Regions from separate parts of the Triticum aestivum genome. Here region 2 is linked to region 1. The links are chromatin contacts, called in public Hi-C maps. All regions are on one chromosome and are shown on one strand. The core of a region is the stretch at or near the end of the contact, and the rest is flanking DNA. Distances in the headings are between cores, read along the strand shown.

Region 1 (7,506 bases), core at 2,394-4,893:
TGATTTGAGAATTGGACACCAGAAAAAACACAGGCCAAACACCTCATTCCAAATAAGAACACATTGGACAGGCCGACAGGTAATCGAACTCTCATATTGATCAGTAAAGTACAGGTCGACCTCCAGTAATTTGACTAATTTCTCTATGGTTTCATCTATCTCCTGCTTCTCTATATACAGGATACGGCACAACAAAAGAACTTCCCAGTCCACTGAACGAAGCATACATATACAACATTGTTCCGATAACGTCTGTTCTGTACACTCCACCTTGGTGCAAAGCCTCGTTCTACACCATCATGTTCATGTAGCCTGACAGTCAAGACGACGACAACAAAGCATTTCTCATAATCTCATCGTACAAGCACATCTCGAGACTGTTGTTGCCATATGTCGCATCGTTCTTGCTCGACCTGCAAAGACCACACGCTTGTCAGTTGATATATCTACAGAATACATCATAAAAGACAGATGAGAAGTGTTAATACAAATAATAATTCAACTTCAAATCTTCTACACCTAGGCTTGCAAGGGGGCAAGTAGAATACCTTGAATGGTTTATCAATCCACTGGAAAGCACAGCCGCGAGCCTCGACGACTTTGAGCATATGCGGAGGCATCATAGATCTGAACGCTGCGTGAAGCTTCACCCTTGTCAAACCACCAGAGACCATAAGAGCAGCCATCAAGCCATTAGGTGTAATACCCGCCAAGTGTACAATCGTCATGTTCTGAAGCCCACATATGCTAGAGAGGGACAGGAGTCCAATGTCGGTGACCGAACAGTATGACAAGTTTATCTGTATGATGCAGCAATGTTAAATTATGTGCAAGGTATCTCAAGTTTTTTTCTCTCAAAAATAATAAAATAACAGAAAAGGTCATACCTGACGGAGGCTATGAGAGAACTGGGAAAGAAAAAGCATCCCCACATCATTGATCGCAAAGCATTTCTTGACATCAAGCTCGGCAAGTAGCCTGCATCCTATTGCTATTTCTGAGAGCCCAGCAGATGAAACACTGGGGCAACCACGGATCTCCAGTGTGTTCAGCTTTGCACATTTTGAGAGCGACGCCAACGAAACATCTGTTATTTCTGTACAGTAGGACAGGTTGATAGACTCTAGCATTGGACAACCTTGAGCAATTTGAGTAACCCCCTCATCACTAATACCCCCAGACCTATACAAATCAATATCTCGGAGTTCTGGACAAGACTTCCCAATGTGGATAAGGCCTTCATCACTTATCCTCATGCATATTCCAATTTTTAAGACTGACAGTTTGCTGCATCCAGACAGAGCTTTCAAGCCTGCACGGGAAAGATCTCATCACTGTTAACTTTTTGTAGTCGCTGTTGCGAGAAACAGTTAATTCCGCGTCCATTTACCAAAAATAATAGTAAGAAATTTGAGTTTCAGTACAAACCTTCATCATCCAAATCACTGTCTGTGATATCCAACTCTTCCAAATGGCAACAGCGCTTCCCAATCAGTCGGAGCCCTTCACTAGAAAAATGACTACAGGATTCCATTCTTAGAGAGATGAGGGATGGGCATGAGCTAGTGATGGCAGCTAATGAAACATCAGTGATATTGCGATTGCAAGTAATGTCCAGCTTCAGCAAATTCTTTAGTCTTGACACAACGAAAGACAGATCAGTATCTGTCACTCCTGAGCACTTGCTCAGGCTCAACTCTCTTAAAGAAACACAAGAAATTCCAATGTATTTTAGTCCATCAGCCATGATCTTGCAGCCTTCCAATTTCAGGGTCTGCAATCTAGGAAGCATTTGGAAGCATTTTCCCAAAGATGGAGTAACCTGCCAAAAAGAAGAATGTAAGACAAACTAGAGAAGGTCAAGTTATGCCCAGATGATGGTACTACAATTAGATACTTACATTACAGCAGTACGACAGATTCAATTCCAAGAGATTTGGCACTGCCTTCACAACTGATGAAACTCCCGTATGAGTGACATTCCGACAGGTTGACAAATCGAGCACCTGCAAGAGTAGAAGTGTTATTTTCAAGTTTATTGGCCACGATACTTGGGAAACTTTGTTGAGTGCCTACACATGTTCTAATGTAACTACTTGTTTCACATCGACATGTATGGACGTGCCAAACATGCTATATTAAAATAGCGACATTAACCATATAAACCTACACAAAGAGTTGATGAGCCTAATAGTGATCAAATGAAGGTGACATGACACACACAACACTAACACATGAAACAAAATGGTCTAGTTTGATGATTACCCGTAGTGATTTGCTGCATTCATTCTCAAGACCACCAAGGGCATCATCATCTATTCCAACACATCCCGCCAGTGCTAACACCTCAAGATTGGGTAGCTTCATGATGGCTGGAAGGCAGTCTTTGGAGATCTGCAATGCAATATAAGTATTTATTAGTCCAATGCGTTTGTCTATTTGGCACCTCAACAGAAAGTAGCCAATTACTGATTCCCATCCTCAAAAGGTATTTTTTTACTGCAGTAGTCCAATTCTTTGACAGAAAAAAACAAGAAAAGTAATTCCACTGCGATAGTCCAATTCCATGAGCATTTCTTGCAGAAGAAAATATAAACAGAGTTGCTAAAAACATCAAACCGTTGTGCTAGTATCTCCTACAAAGATCGAAAGGGAAAACAGTCAAGCCGTATGGAGAAATTCACGTGAGAGACATGTACATCTAAACTTTCCAAGAAAGCACCAAAATCAACTCTCTTTTTTTCATTAATTAAAGTGTTTCTGGAATCAAGAAACGCATGAACGGGGAACCCGAAGCCATAACTCCCTTCATCCAAGAAATGGAACAGGACGTGATGGATAGAGATCAAGAAGAAGCATGGCTCACCATGGTGTAGGAAAGATTCAGGGTCCTGAGTTTCTTGCACTTGAGGGCGAGGAGCTGGACCCCCAAATCCGTGATCCCGAGGCACCAGTTGAGCGTGAGCTCCCGCAGGTCCGGGCACCCGACGGCGATGCAGCCGAGCCCCATGTCCGTCATGGGCTTGCAGCGCGAAAGGCAGAGCCTCTGCAGGCCCCGCGCCCGGGCCAACTCCGCGGCCGCCGCGTCCCCGAGGTCGACCCCATTGGAGAGGTCGAGGTCAGCGAGGCCGGGGCAGGCGGCGACGAGCGCGGCGAGGCCGGGCGCCCCGAAGCCGCGGGAGCGGGAGAGGTCGACGGCGCGGAGGGAAGGCATGGGCGCGGAGGAGAGAGCGGCGAGGGCCGCGCCGGGGACGCGCGGGCAGAGGGTGAGGTCCAGGCGGACGGCGGTGGGGTAGCGGGCGAGCGCGGCGCGGAGGAGGTCGGCGCGGTACGGGCGGAGCACGCGGCGGTGGCGCGACTCGGCGGCGTGGCAGGCGCGGGAGGCGAGCGCGAAGGACTTGAGCGCGCGCGGATCGGCGGCCGCCACCCGGTCCAGGACCAAGAAAAGAAGCTCGTCGGCCAGCGAGTCGATCGGCGCGACCGCAACCGGAACCGCGGCAGAGCAGACGCGTCGGCGCTTGTGGAGGTGGCCGTGGATCGCCGTGGCCATGACGGGCAAGGCAGGTTGGCAGTTGGTTGTCCGCTGCGACACCAAGAACGGACGGAGGGAGTAGCAATGGCTGGCCACGGCCTACTCACACGCAACAATCAAGAAGGAGGAGAGGGAAAAAGCAAGGAAGGGGCAAAATGACGAGACTGCCCCTGCGTCGCCTTATCACGGCCCCCGCGAGACGCCCCACCTGCGTTTCCCTATCTGCCCCCGCGTGCTAGAGCGCGAGGGGAGTACGGCGCGCGCGACGACCGGGGGTGGCATGGTCATTGCGCGGCGGGGAAAGGACTGTACGGAGGAGGTACAGGCGGGGGCAGGGGTGGAATAACCGAAAAGATGGCGGGGAAAGCGAGGTGAGAGCCTGAGAGGGAGAGCGGGGAGGGTACGATGCGGGGGAGGGACGGAACGGAACGGATCGTACAGCCGGACGGGTACGATGCCCCGCCGCTACGCGCACCGGCCTCGGCCCTTACCCGCGTCTTCGAACCTCATGGTGACGTGTGGGTCCGGGAGGGGGTGGTGAAGGGTGAGGAGGGAAGGTGGTGAGAAAGGGGGAGGCGGATTTTTTTCATTTGACTGGCCCCGTACTACCCGGGGACGGCACGCACTGGGGAACTGCGTGGAGTTGCTTCCAAGGCAGAGAGAGCACTCCGGTTATCACTGCATAGAATATTTCTTTTATAAGCTTTTTTTGTGAGGTGTTAGGGCATCTCCGACTGCGTCCAGCAAATCACAACGTCTGAACCAAGGTGTTCTCACTTTTTTTTTCATCAAATATGGTGCGGCATTAATGCTTAAAACTGAAAGTAAATCTGGAAAGGTTTGCTGGAGTCCGGACGTCCACCAGCCAACCAAAAAATCACCACATACCCCCACGGTGCATGCTTCTAAAGAAAATTAGATGGATTGAGCGACGCGACATTAGCCTGGATTTAGCCCTCTTCCCTACTCTCTACTGGCTAGACCTCAGTTTGGAGCTGGTGTCGTCGATGTTTGGCGGAAAGTTCGACATAAACGTGTGCATGTGTGTGTGTGTGTTTTGGCGGAAGCTGATCGCACTTGTCTTGGTGGTGAGGGTTTTGTCGGAAGCAAGCTGTGTGTTTTGGCCGAAGCAAGCAGTTTATGTTGCTATCTGTTCTGGCGGAAGCCCCATGAAGCATGTAGGTGTGTGTGTGTTTTAGTGGAAGCAAGCTGTGTATTTTGGCAGAAGCCGCATGAATCATGTAGGTGTATGTGTGTCTTAGCGGAAGCAAACCGTTTTATGTAGCTATCTGCTTTGGGGGAAGACGCATGGAGCATGTAATTGTGTGTGTGTTTTAGCGGAAGCAAGCTGTGTATTTGGCAGAAGCCGCATTAATAAATATACGTGAATAATTTTTTGAGTAAATAGAGATGGTTGGACGTGTTTGAATTGCAGCACGCCGTTGAAGATGCCCTTATAACTATTGTTATTGTTTACTGCTATGTTATAGCACTATCACCCAAAAAGATTGAAAGATGAGAAACATGTATTCTCCAAACGGCATGAAGTTGTGTATTTCTAATTCCAATTTTGAGGCCATTGTGCATCTGCTTGAAATTTTGATTCCAAATTCGAGCTCGTGGAAGTGTGAGATGAGCACATTTTTTTTACAACACAGCCGTCCTTCCAAGACCAGCCTTGATGGCTCCACTTATTTTTTAGAGTGAAAAATACTACAGGCATAAATCTCCACTTATTTATTTCCGTGGCTAGCAGGCCAATAATTACATGTTAGGTATGTGTCGATTCGAGAGCAAGACCAGCCTTGATGGCCCCATTTCCGTGCGCGCAAAAGTCAGAAAAGCACGTAACGGGAACAATAAGCTATCGATCACCCACTAGCTCGAGCATCTACAAAAGTGGTGTTTCTATGTGCTCCTACCTAAATTCGACTCGAAAAATGTACCCGTACCCAAGTTCTGTCTATTTTAGCTTGTCCTTTAGATCAAGGCTTCATACTGTGATCAATGATTTCCTTTTCTATTTCAGAGTGAATTTCTTTTATTTTTTGGTTCGCAAAAACTAGGGTTTAAAAATAAAATTTATTTTTTTAACACAGTACAAACACAAATACTCATACGTACACATATACACTTATCCCTATAAAAATTGGACCCTGAGGGTGGCAACTTTAGTTGGCAACTCCAAACATTTTCGATGGCAAGTCTAATTACGCGAGGGCAACTTTAGTTGGCAAAACATCATAATTTTCATGCTTCAGCTTATTTTTGACAGAAACGTACCGTGTGTAATTGAAATGTGTCATCCTTGCATGACTGAAATCGCCATCGAAAAACGTCAAGACGGAAGTGCCACATAATGTGCCACTTATTACTTGGATAAAAATTAGTGATAGACTGTTTATTTAAAAATAATAATTAGCAGTATAACCCCAAAAAAATTCTTGCAGACCTAATTTGAGAGAGAAACTACTGAATGCAATCACGGTAGTTCCTGTTCGAAATTATTGGGGTGGTCGCGGTCACATGCATGATGCATGGCTGGGCGGCTAGATTTCCTTTCGTACGAGTAGAAAATAGAAAAGCAAGTGTACATAATAAAGAAGAAAGATGCCCCTCCACCAGCTGATGCCCGGGCGGCGGGTGATGACGGTGGAGTGCGCGTGTGGCGACCGCCGTACCAAAAAGGACCCGTTCCGTTCTGTACTACTCCTACGTCCTCAGTACACACCTCGCCCTGATAAGCACTCTCCCAGAAGAAACGATAAGATATGATGATGGATGGGGAACAGCCGAGCCGAGCTGATCTGATCTGATCCCATCTCGCCTCCTTTTCCGTTTGGAAGGTTGCTTGATAGCCTCCCTCCCAGCCCGGCCCTTTCCTGGGAAGGCTCCATCTGCGGCTCCGCCTGCCTGCCTGGCTGGCTGTCCCTGCCTCCGCATCCGGTACCTACCTGCCGACGCGTCAGCGGGCCCACCCGTCTGTTGTCCCCATCCAGCAGTGGCACCCTCACGTCCACGCCATGTCCGTGGGTGCGGATAAGGACTGTTTTCAGGCTCCCAAAGAGATTTGAAAGAAGAAAAAAAACTACTGTACTCTTTCCGTTCAATGAAAAGTGTATCTATGAGCAACTTCAACCAGACGACCTATTTCGTTCGCTCACGTCTGTTTGAGCCGTCACGGATAAAAACGCTGGCTCAACGCGACCCATTCTCAAAAATAATCCGCTTCGCGTTCGCGCGGATCTATTCCCGGCCCAAAATTGCGCCTAAAATGCGTCGGTGCGGACGCGAAGCGGACATGCCGCGCGTACCCTCAGTGTCCGCTGCGGCCTCGCATGTCGGCCGACAAACTACCGCCCGCGGTCATATTTATGACGACCACCGACACCGGGCCCGCCTGGCAGTGTTTAGAAGGGCCACGTGCCTGTCCTTTTTAATGGACGCTTGCGGCGGGGCCGGCCTCATCCACAACCCGCGTTCACATCTTGCCACCTTTGCTCCCTCGCCGGTGACCAGGAAGCCCTAGCCAGCCAGCCGCAAACCCTAGCTAGCCAGCAAGCATCCAGCCAGCCATGGGATTCTTCAACAGGAAGGGAGGGAAGAAGGGGAGGTTCAGCGCCGGAGCGAGCTCTTCCCACAGGACCCTGCCACGTCGCCGCTGGCTAGGCGCGGCACGCCACCGCGGGAGCGGCTGTACATCCCAGTCCACCAGGCACAATAGCACTGGCAGTACCGCCAGCCCGTGCCTATCCAGATGTGAAGTTGCCGCACGGCTGGCAATTGGACCCGCAGCGCATCCCATCCCGGCGGCGCCGCAGTCCGAGCGGGCGCAGGCTGAGGAGGTTCACCGGTGGCGCAACCTCCTCATGCCGAAGCGGCGCGCCATGCGTGACTACGTGCCAGACTTCCCCAACTGGGAGCGCTTGTTTGCGCTAGAGCACGAGGAGGAGTGCCGCCTCGGCGTCCACACC
Region 2 (7,817 bases), core at 5,044-7,543, 160 kb after region 1:
CGGTGGGTGACTTAGGGCATCTTTAACGGCGATTCTCAAACCATCCGAACCGTTTGGACCACGTGGTCCGAACGTGTGTTGTCATTCTAACATGGTTCTGCATCGATCCGTAGACCGGTTTGGACGTGCTTTTTCCTACACACTAGAGACAAAGTGGGAGTGTCTTGCAACTGTGGCCCACCCAAAATCCACCTCCCATGCACGCGTGCATTCCCACCCGTAGCCAGCCGCTCGCATTCGTGCCGCAGTAGAACGGCCGCTCCGGATTGACGCCGGCCCAAAGCGGACGCGACATCTCACTTCTGGCATTGAAGCGGCGCATCGGCCAAGAGAGCGTCGCCCGCTACACGCCCGGCTGAACACGCCTCCTCGCCGCGTTCAAAAAGGTGTAGAATGCCTGCCTTCCTTCATTAAACCCGCGCGTGAGCCAAGAAACCTACTCTGGCCACATGTCCGTACGCTAGCCAACCGGCATTAAACACAAGGTCGGTTGGCTCCGGGTGTCCGCCAGCTATTTAACGATGCCAGGCGCCGGGCAAAAAATCGCACCACACCTCCACTCCCTATCCCCTCCTTGCACCGTTTTCTCTACACTCTCCATGGCATCCGGCGAGCAGGAAGATGAGTTTTCCGGTATAAAAGTCGGGTAGGTGACCCGCCGAGTCCACCGGATACGAGTCGGGAAACTCTCTGCTCTACCTCCCTCACCTCTCCAGGCCGTTGCAGGCTAGCTCGTGGAGGCGGCCACTCTAAGCCGGCGCATGGTTCAGCAACTCGCCGCTCCAAGCCAGCTCGCGGAAGAGCACGGCGGCACGGGCATCGTGGCTGCCATGGATGAGGCCATGTCATACCGCTCCTTGCATGCCTGCGACCGTGCCCTACCAGCGGAGAAAGAAGTCGGCTTCGCAGAGATCGACGAGGCGATGGCTAGCACGTCCGCGCTTGCCACCATCATCGACGAAAAGTAGAACATAGGAGGCCGTCGCCATCGGGTCCCACGAAGGCCACCGTCACAACGTGCGGCGTGCATAGTCGGTGTCTTGCCTGCTCACAAGCCACTGTCGTTCCCCCGCCCAAAAATCAACCCTCATCCGTGCTTCACGGAAGCGGAGGGCACCCTTCCCCTCTGGTTTAAGCATATCCCTCCAGTGCCACTCCGATGAACGGCGCTGCTGGACATGGGGAAAACAGAGGCTACTCTTGCCCTTTCCGCTGAAGCATATACCTCGAGGCTCACGGCAGTCCGATGAATGGGCTGTCGGACATGGGAAAGCCAAGGGAGATCCGTCGCAGCCGGCATCTGGTTTGTATAAAGTTCATCCGATTTGTTTAAACAGTGTTTGAAATGTATGCAAATAGCGTTAGATAGCCAGCTCCCACATCCGTGTCCACTATCCACGTATCCATATACGCGAAAGATGCAGGAGCAAACTTGCGGGTCAGCGTTGGGATGCCCTTAGGGCCACTGACATGTTGGGCGCCCACATGTCAGTGACCCAAAGTTATCTTTACCTAATATTAAAGGAAGGATTGTTTCTCCAGTTTTTTTGGTTTACCGCAGGACCAAGATAATTTTCGTACGTCGAGGTGTTTCCACGGTAGAGTTTTCTGGTTCTCCCGATTCGTTTCAGTCAAAAAGACAAATCACAGGACGCAATGGGCCGGCCCATTAGCACCAACAGCGCAAGCCAGTAGAAACCATTGCAAGGAAAAATACTGCACAACCAGGAATCGATCCCAGCAGCTCACGCTAGAGCGTTCAAAAAGTTACCGCTGGACTAAACAAGACGGCTTGGTGTTCAATTACCCGCGTGAAAGTATAAATTAAGCTCACAGTCGCGCCTGATACTAAGAGGAGAAGATTTGTTTTCCAAAAAAATGAATATATTTTAGAACGTGAAAATTTTGCGAAGTTGTTAACAAAAAATTTGAACTCGAACATTTAAAAAAAACAATACTTCTCTTTTTATTTATTTTGAAACCTGAGTTTTTTTAACAAAAAAAAAACTAAGAGGCACTGTTGTGATTATTTTCCGAATTTGCAAACATTTTAAAAACAAAAATATTTTTTGAACTTTAAATTTGAAAAGGCAATCATTTTTAAAACATTATTTTTTAATCTATACCTATTAATAAAACTTGGGGAATTTTTGACATATGTCCACTCTAATGCATTGTTTTAGTTCAGTTTATTCAGTTTATTAAACTACGATATGGAAGGAATCTTTTTCTTTGTCGCGTCTTCACGTACGACCAGTCTCACTCGGCCCAATGACTCCCGTCAAAATGCATGAGGAGTACAACTAAGTTTTCATGGTCTATCTGACACAAACTACTCAATTTACATTATGTGCGGTGCTTTTCCCTATTATATTAGCCAAATGATAAAAGAAACTTTGTTCAACACTCTTGATGTTCGTCGGGCACGAAGGCGGCTCAACAATCCAGTTGTTGGACCTGGCCAACCTTGGTTAGTGACAACTAGTACTGCGACCACCGGCGACAAGGACCGCAAAGATGACAAGCAGGAACATGTGTCTGGTGTTATATTGAAATGGAGGATGTGGACATGAGGATGAGGTATTAGTCATGTTTATTATGTTATAGACGTGAGGGTGAGGTCTTTAGCCTTAGCTCAGTGGGCAAGGGCGTGTGAGGGTTGTTTTCTCCCGTTGCAACGCATGGGCATCTTTGCTAGTGTTACGTTAAAGTCAGCCAATCTGAGCCCCTTCGTGTCAAATGTGTGCTTAAAAAGCTGAGCGAGATTGCCCGTGAAGGAGGCCACCACGTCATTACATTATCACCATCAATTGCCTGATTTTACGAGGGCCACCCCTGAAGAAGGAAACGGTGGAGAGAAAAACCACAAGTCAACAAATCATCAGTGCAGAAAGAAAAGAAAAATCAACAAATCATAATCGCCATAACAAATCATTATCTCCATAACATAATGTTGTTATGTAGTGTCTGAGGAAATACATTACGACTCAGTCCGCTCAATCGCATGATAAACGAATAGGAGGAGCATCACAACGACGACCATGACTCAACGCTGCACTTTGCCAGCACCACCAGTTTCTGAACGGCAAGCCGCCCGTCCCAACTCCATCCATGGAGCACACCATCTTTCACCCTAGAGAGCCATTACTCCAATGGCTGAACTACTGCCGTGCAATGCACGATCAATCCCTGACTGGAGACGCCCTGCTCCAGTATTCCGGAGCATATACACACTGCACAGAGAGTTAAGTGAAACACAAGTCAACATAGGCTGGTTGATATGTTATACATAATCGAGAATACACAAGCGCCAACACAGCAACATTTCAGGTTTAAGTACATCGGGCCCAAAGTTGCTCCTTGCGGCGGCAAAGTACCAAATAGTTGCAGAACTAGCACGCTACGAAATGTGCTGGAATCTCGAGACTGCAATTTTACCAGTTCCTATATGAACTAAATGAACTAGTGCAATCAAGATCATCAATTAGTCACCCTAGAATCTGGATGTCTCAGAGCAGAATGAGTCAACTACTGTAACAGAAGTATGTCGTAACAAAACTACAAAAGAGTAAGCGATAACCCTCAGGAGCACAGACATTGATTGAAGCAAGTTTTACAAGAGTCCCAATTCAGGCTATACCTTGCTGAGACCGAAAGAAGCTTCGGTCTTTTATTGCAGTTGCAGTCCCGCTGTCTTACACCTCAGCACCAGGTTCCGCCTTTCCTACAGAATCACATGGACAAATGACAAGACGATCAATAACAGAGCGCACACATTCAGTGGCAACTACTCGAGTGCCAAATCCTCTCATGCCCCTTCCGACGCTTCGCTTCGTCGCTCAATCTTGGACTAAAGCCCGGTGTAGTAGATAGTAGGTTCCCATGTTGACTCGAGCAATCAATTAGTACAACACATGGTTCAGCTATTTAATTTTCTAACGGTTTATAATTGGCTTTCTGTGTGTATGAGCACCACATGGCACGTGAAGGCAAAACCATGATAATACACATCCTCTCTTTTGGGGGTGAGTTTGCCAGCTACATACGAAAACTGCGCATGGCACACTGATAGTATTTTAGCTTTCTTCATTTTACTTTTCGGTTTCGTGTAAAGGCCTTTCCAGATTTGTATTCTCATCATTATTTTCCACCACAAGTAAAAATATCTTTTCTGAAAGCCATATCTGATTTGCATTTTCACAGAAAATTTATCTTTTTTCTCGGTATATTTAGTGAGATTCGCTCTCTTCTTTCTGAAGATATAAAACAATTATACCGTGATGGGTGATCAATACATTTAAAATGTGGCAGCAAGCTTCTCTTCCTCCTTTAGGCCAACTAAATCTCAAATATACATACGGCTCACCGACATGGTGTGTTCAGATTTTTTTTTCCACAAGAAACTGATTTGTTTTTCTTTTGCATATCAAGGGCCCCAGTTTCTAGTTTTGCCCTGGGCCCTCCAAATCTCAGGACGGGCCCTGGCTTTATAAACCCTTTCTCCAACTCAGTATGTTCCGCCTTTTCTTGCCTTGAATAAGAGCAGCTCTAGGCCCAAATTTCAATTGGCACTGCAAGCCATTTTACTGGGACTTTATAGTTCATATTTTAGCTCATGGAATCAAGCATCTTGGTGGAGCAAGATTGAAATAGGAGATAGACTGAGGGAGTGATGGCGAGACTTTTTTGGATTTGGGACTGAACATGTAGCTATTTGGTTAGCTTATCTATATACTTCCATGAGTGCAGCTGTGGCATACGATTACATGAAAAATACTCTTGAAAGCTATTTCATGAATGCTGACAACCAATTGAGCATAAACAATGCACTCTTGAAAGGAAAGGAAACTTTCATATCCCATGCATAATCTACACGAGTGAACCTGTTGTGATGAAGGAGAATCAAATCTTGACCAGAATGACTAATTCTCTACACACTACTCTGCGTAGGCATGAATAACTACCACCCTTGCATAAGGAAATGTTTCTTGCCAAACTATGCAACTATTTGCATGAATAATAGTCACCGTTGCTCCGAGCTGATCATTTTCGGTTAAAACTTTGCAAGATGTAGCTCCAAACCAACATACTGAATTACTGACTAAATTGCAAGAACCCCTCAAAGCACAATTCAACCACTAGATGGTTTGCGCAATAACTCGTAAATGCATTCCGCATGGAATCACTGTAAGAACAACATCATAGGCAGGATGAAAAGACAACCTGGTCGAGCACGCGGTGATTGCTCTTCTCCACCTCCCTGGCGAGCTTCTCCATCCTCCGGAGCATCCCGGCATACATGCTATCCATCTCCGCCGCCTGCCCGGCTGCAGCGCAGACGAGCCCTTGCAGCTTCCCCAGCCCAAACCCGTCCACCATCGCATCGACCGCCTTCTGCTCTCCAATGCTGTAAGCATCCTCTGCTTGGGGCGCCGCCGCCGGCGGCTTAGTCTGCAGCAACGGGAAGGGCGACTCCGGGGCGAAGGAGTGGTACTGGTCCCGGAAGCCGGGGCCGACGTTGACGACGGTGAGCGAGGTCGGGACGAGGCGGGATCCGACGAGGAGGAAAGCGCGGTAGTCGAAGGAGTGGGTGGAGAGATCGTCGGAAGCGGAGGGGGAGGCGAGGATGAAGAGGAGCGGGTGGGTGAGGGGCGATAGGGTTTTGGACAAGGAGCACGCTAGGGCGAGCTCGCGCATGGAGGGGCGGAGAGGGGCGCGGCGGCGGGACGAGAAGAAGCCGAGGGGGGAAGGGGAGGAGGGCGGTGGCGGGTTGGGGCGGCCGAGGGGATCTGAGAGGGAGCATGGGTTGGAGAGGGAGGAGTGGCCGGAGATGGAGATGAAAAGGCACGGGGAGGCGGGGGCTTGGTCATCGTAGTCGGAGAGGGTGGGGGCCGGCGGAGGGGGGCGGTGGGCGCGGCCGAAGAGGAGGCCGTCGCAGTCACCCGCGGCGGCCCCGCAGCGGTGGAGGAGCGCCGCGAGGGCGGCGCCGGAGATGGAGAGCTTGACCTCCTCGCCGACGGCCATCGGTGGGTTGGGATGTGATGCGATCGATGGGGACGTGTAAAGGTCAGTATTCTGCACGTCCTCTTTACTATCTCAACAACCACTTTCTGCACGCCAGCCCTACTTCTACAGTTCTAGTACAATTTCACGTTTTTTAAATATAAAAAGTACATAAAATATGGCAAATAAAAGATCTTTTGAAACCATCTTCAAGAATTTTTTGAAAATCAAGGATCATGTCAAGGCTTCAAGCCGGGCCTGAATCTAAACTCTGGTGTTCTCTTGCTGTGTCTGGTGCCCTGAAGTTGCTTCAGCAAACAACAGGAAGGCAAACGACAGCGAAAAATGATCATGAGCATACGGTAACAAATCAAATGTTCGTCCATATAGTTCGTGTCCTTTTTCGCAATTCAGTTCAGTTTCAAATTAGATGTTTGCTGCGCTGTCAATTAAGATCCAAAAAACAAGAAACGAGAAATTGGACAGTCGATGACGGTTTTCTCGGCTCAGGAGGCAAGGGCTTCTGAATTCAGACAAGGACAAAGAGAGGACCCTCCAGGGTCTTAACAGTTTGCTTTGCAGTTCACTCATCAGCAGCAGCAGCAGCAGCTTAGAGAGATACTCCCTCCGTCCGGAAATACTTGTCATCAAAATGGATAAAAGGAGATGTATCTAGACATATTGTAGTTCTAGATACATCCTTTTTTGTCCATTTTGATGACAAGTATTTCGGGACGGAGGGAGTACTTAGATAGTAGGTATAGGTTCGGAGTGTCAACGTAGATCGGAGAAAGCCGGTCGGTCAGAGAACAATGGCAGAGCAGTAGCATCTGCTGCCGGTTGACTTCATCCCTGTATTCACCCAACCACAGCCTTCCTTGTAGCGCTCCACCTGACAATCCATCCAACACAAAAGGTTTCAACAATTGATCAACGCAATTTTTCTGAGAACTACTCCCCTTGCAAAGAAATATAAGAGCGTTTAGATCAGCAAGTAGTGATCTAAACGATCTTATATTTCTTTACAGAGGGAGTACACATCAAACAGCGAGAGAATCAAGTGATAAAACGGCTGAAACTGAAGGATAATCTAGGCAGTAATGTAGGTTGGATGTTATGTTAGCCGTATGGTGCTCGGCAGAAAATTGCTTGGACATTGTAAGAAAATTGCATCTGGGTGTAGCTACCTACCACATCCAAGATTGTATCTGCTTCACCTTTGACCCCACCCAGTGTGAATATCGAGCCACCAAGCACAGCTGAAGAGTGGTACCCTCTGGTGTAGTTCATTGGTTCCACCATCACCCATGACGGCATTCTTGGCTCGTACACCTCAACGGTGGACACCATTGCTCCAGCATCAGCATCATAACCACCCATTACATATCTGAAAGAAAACACGACATTGTAAAGCACCATGACGGGCATCTATGCTTGTTTTCAGTTGTAACGAGAGTCAGTAAAACAAAAGTTCAGATTAGATGGCCGACATCGTACAAAATTCATGCTGATCCCTGTGATATGACATGAAGAGCTATACCAGAGACTTAGTTAGATGCCCACATTCTACAATTTTTAGTGGACCGTCCTGATCTGTAAAAAGAGATGCACATACTTACATCTTCTCATCAAGCACTGCCACCGTATGACAACCTCTTACTGTACTCATTGCTGGGAGCATTTTCCAGTTAGGCTCCCTAGGATCAAGCCTCTCAGCAGAGCTGGTAACAAACATCGTAGCATTAGCAAAATGGAAATCATACATTCTCACTTTGAAGAAATAATAAGTTCATTGTCATGTAAGCCATAAAGAA

The links. Hi-C and Micro-C count contacts between places; a contact is called where the count stands out from the background.
Region 2: a Hi-C map of leaf shows a contact between it and region 1, with 5 times the contacts expected there. The contact joins the promoter of LOC123120484 here to the promoter of LOC123120481 in region 1. A contact is called at or near these places in 1 of 5 Hi-C or Micro-C datasets (leaf) and 1 of 1 datasets of contacts at active chromatin or transcription factors (leaf).

What each region holds. Positions count from the first base shown.
Region 1 is chr5D:247,043,988-247,051,493 of IWGSC CS RefSeq v2.1, forward strand. It overlaps LOC123120481 (F-box/LRR-repeat protein 3), which reads right to left and starts at 3,644. Exons shown (of 7, transcript XM_044540484.1): 1 at 2,867-3,644; 2 at 2,266-2,394; 3 at 1,902-2,006; 4 at 1,429-1,822; 5 at 888-1,312; 6 at 549-800; 7 at 79-413. The coding sequence starts at 3,550. The coding sequence ends at 354.
Region 2 is chr5D:247,198,062-247,205,878 of IWGSC CS RefSeq v2.1, forward strand. It overlaps LOC123120484, which reads right to left and starts at 6,294. Exons shown (of 3, transcript XM_044540486.1): 1 at 5,224-6,294; 2 at 3,641-3,724; 3 at 2,905-3,233. The coding sequence starts at 6,024. The coding sequence ends at 3,671. LOC123120483 (kelch-like protein 2) reads right to left here. Exons shown (of 11, transcript XM_044540485.1): 9 at 7,623-7,724; 10 at 7,195-7,390; 11 at 6,437-6,895. The coding sequence ends at 6,806.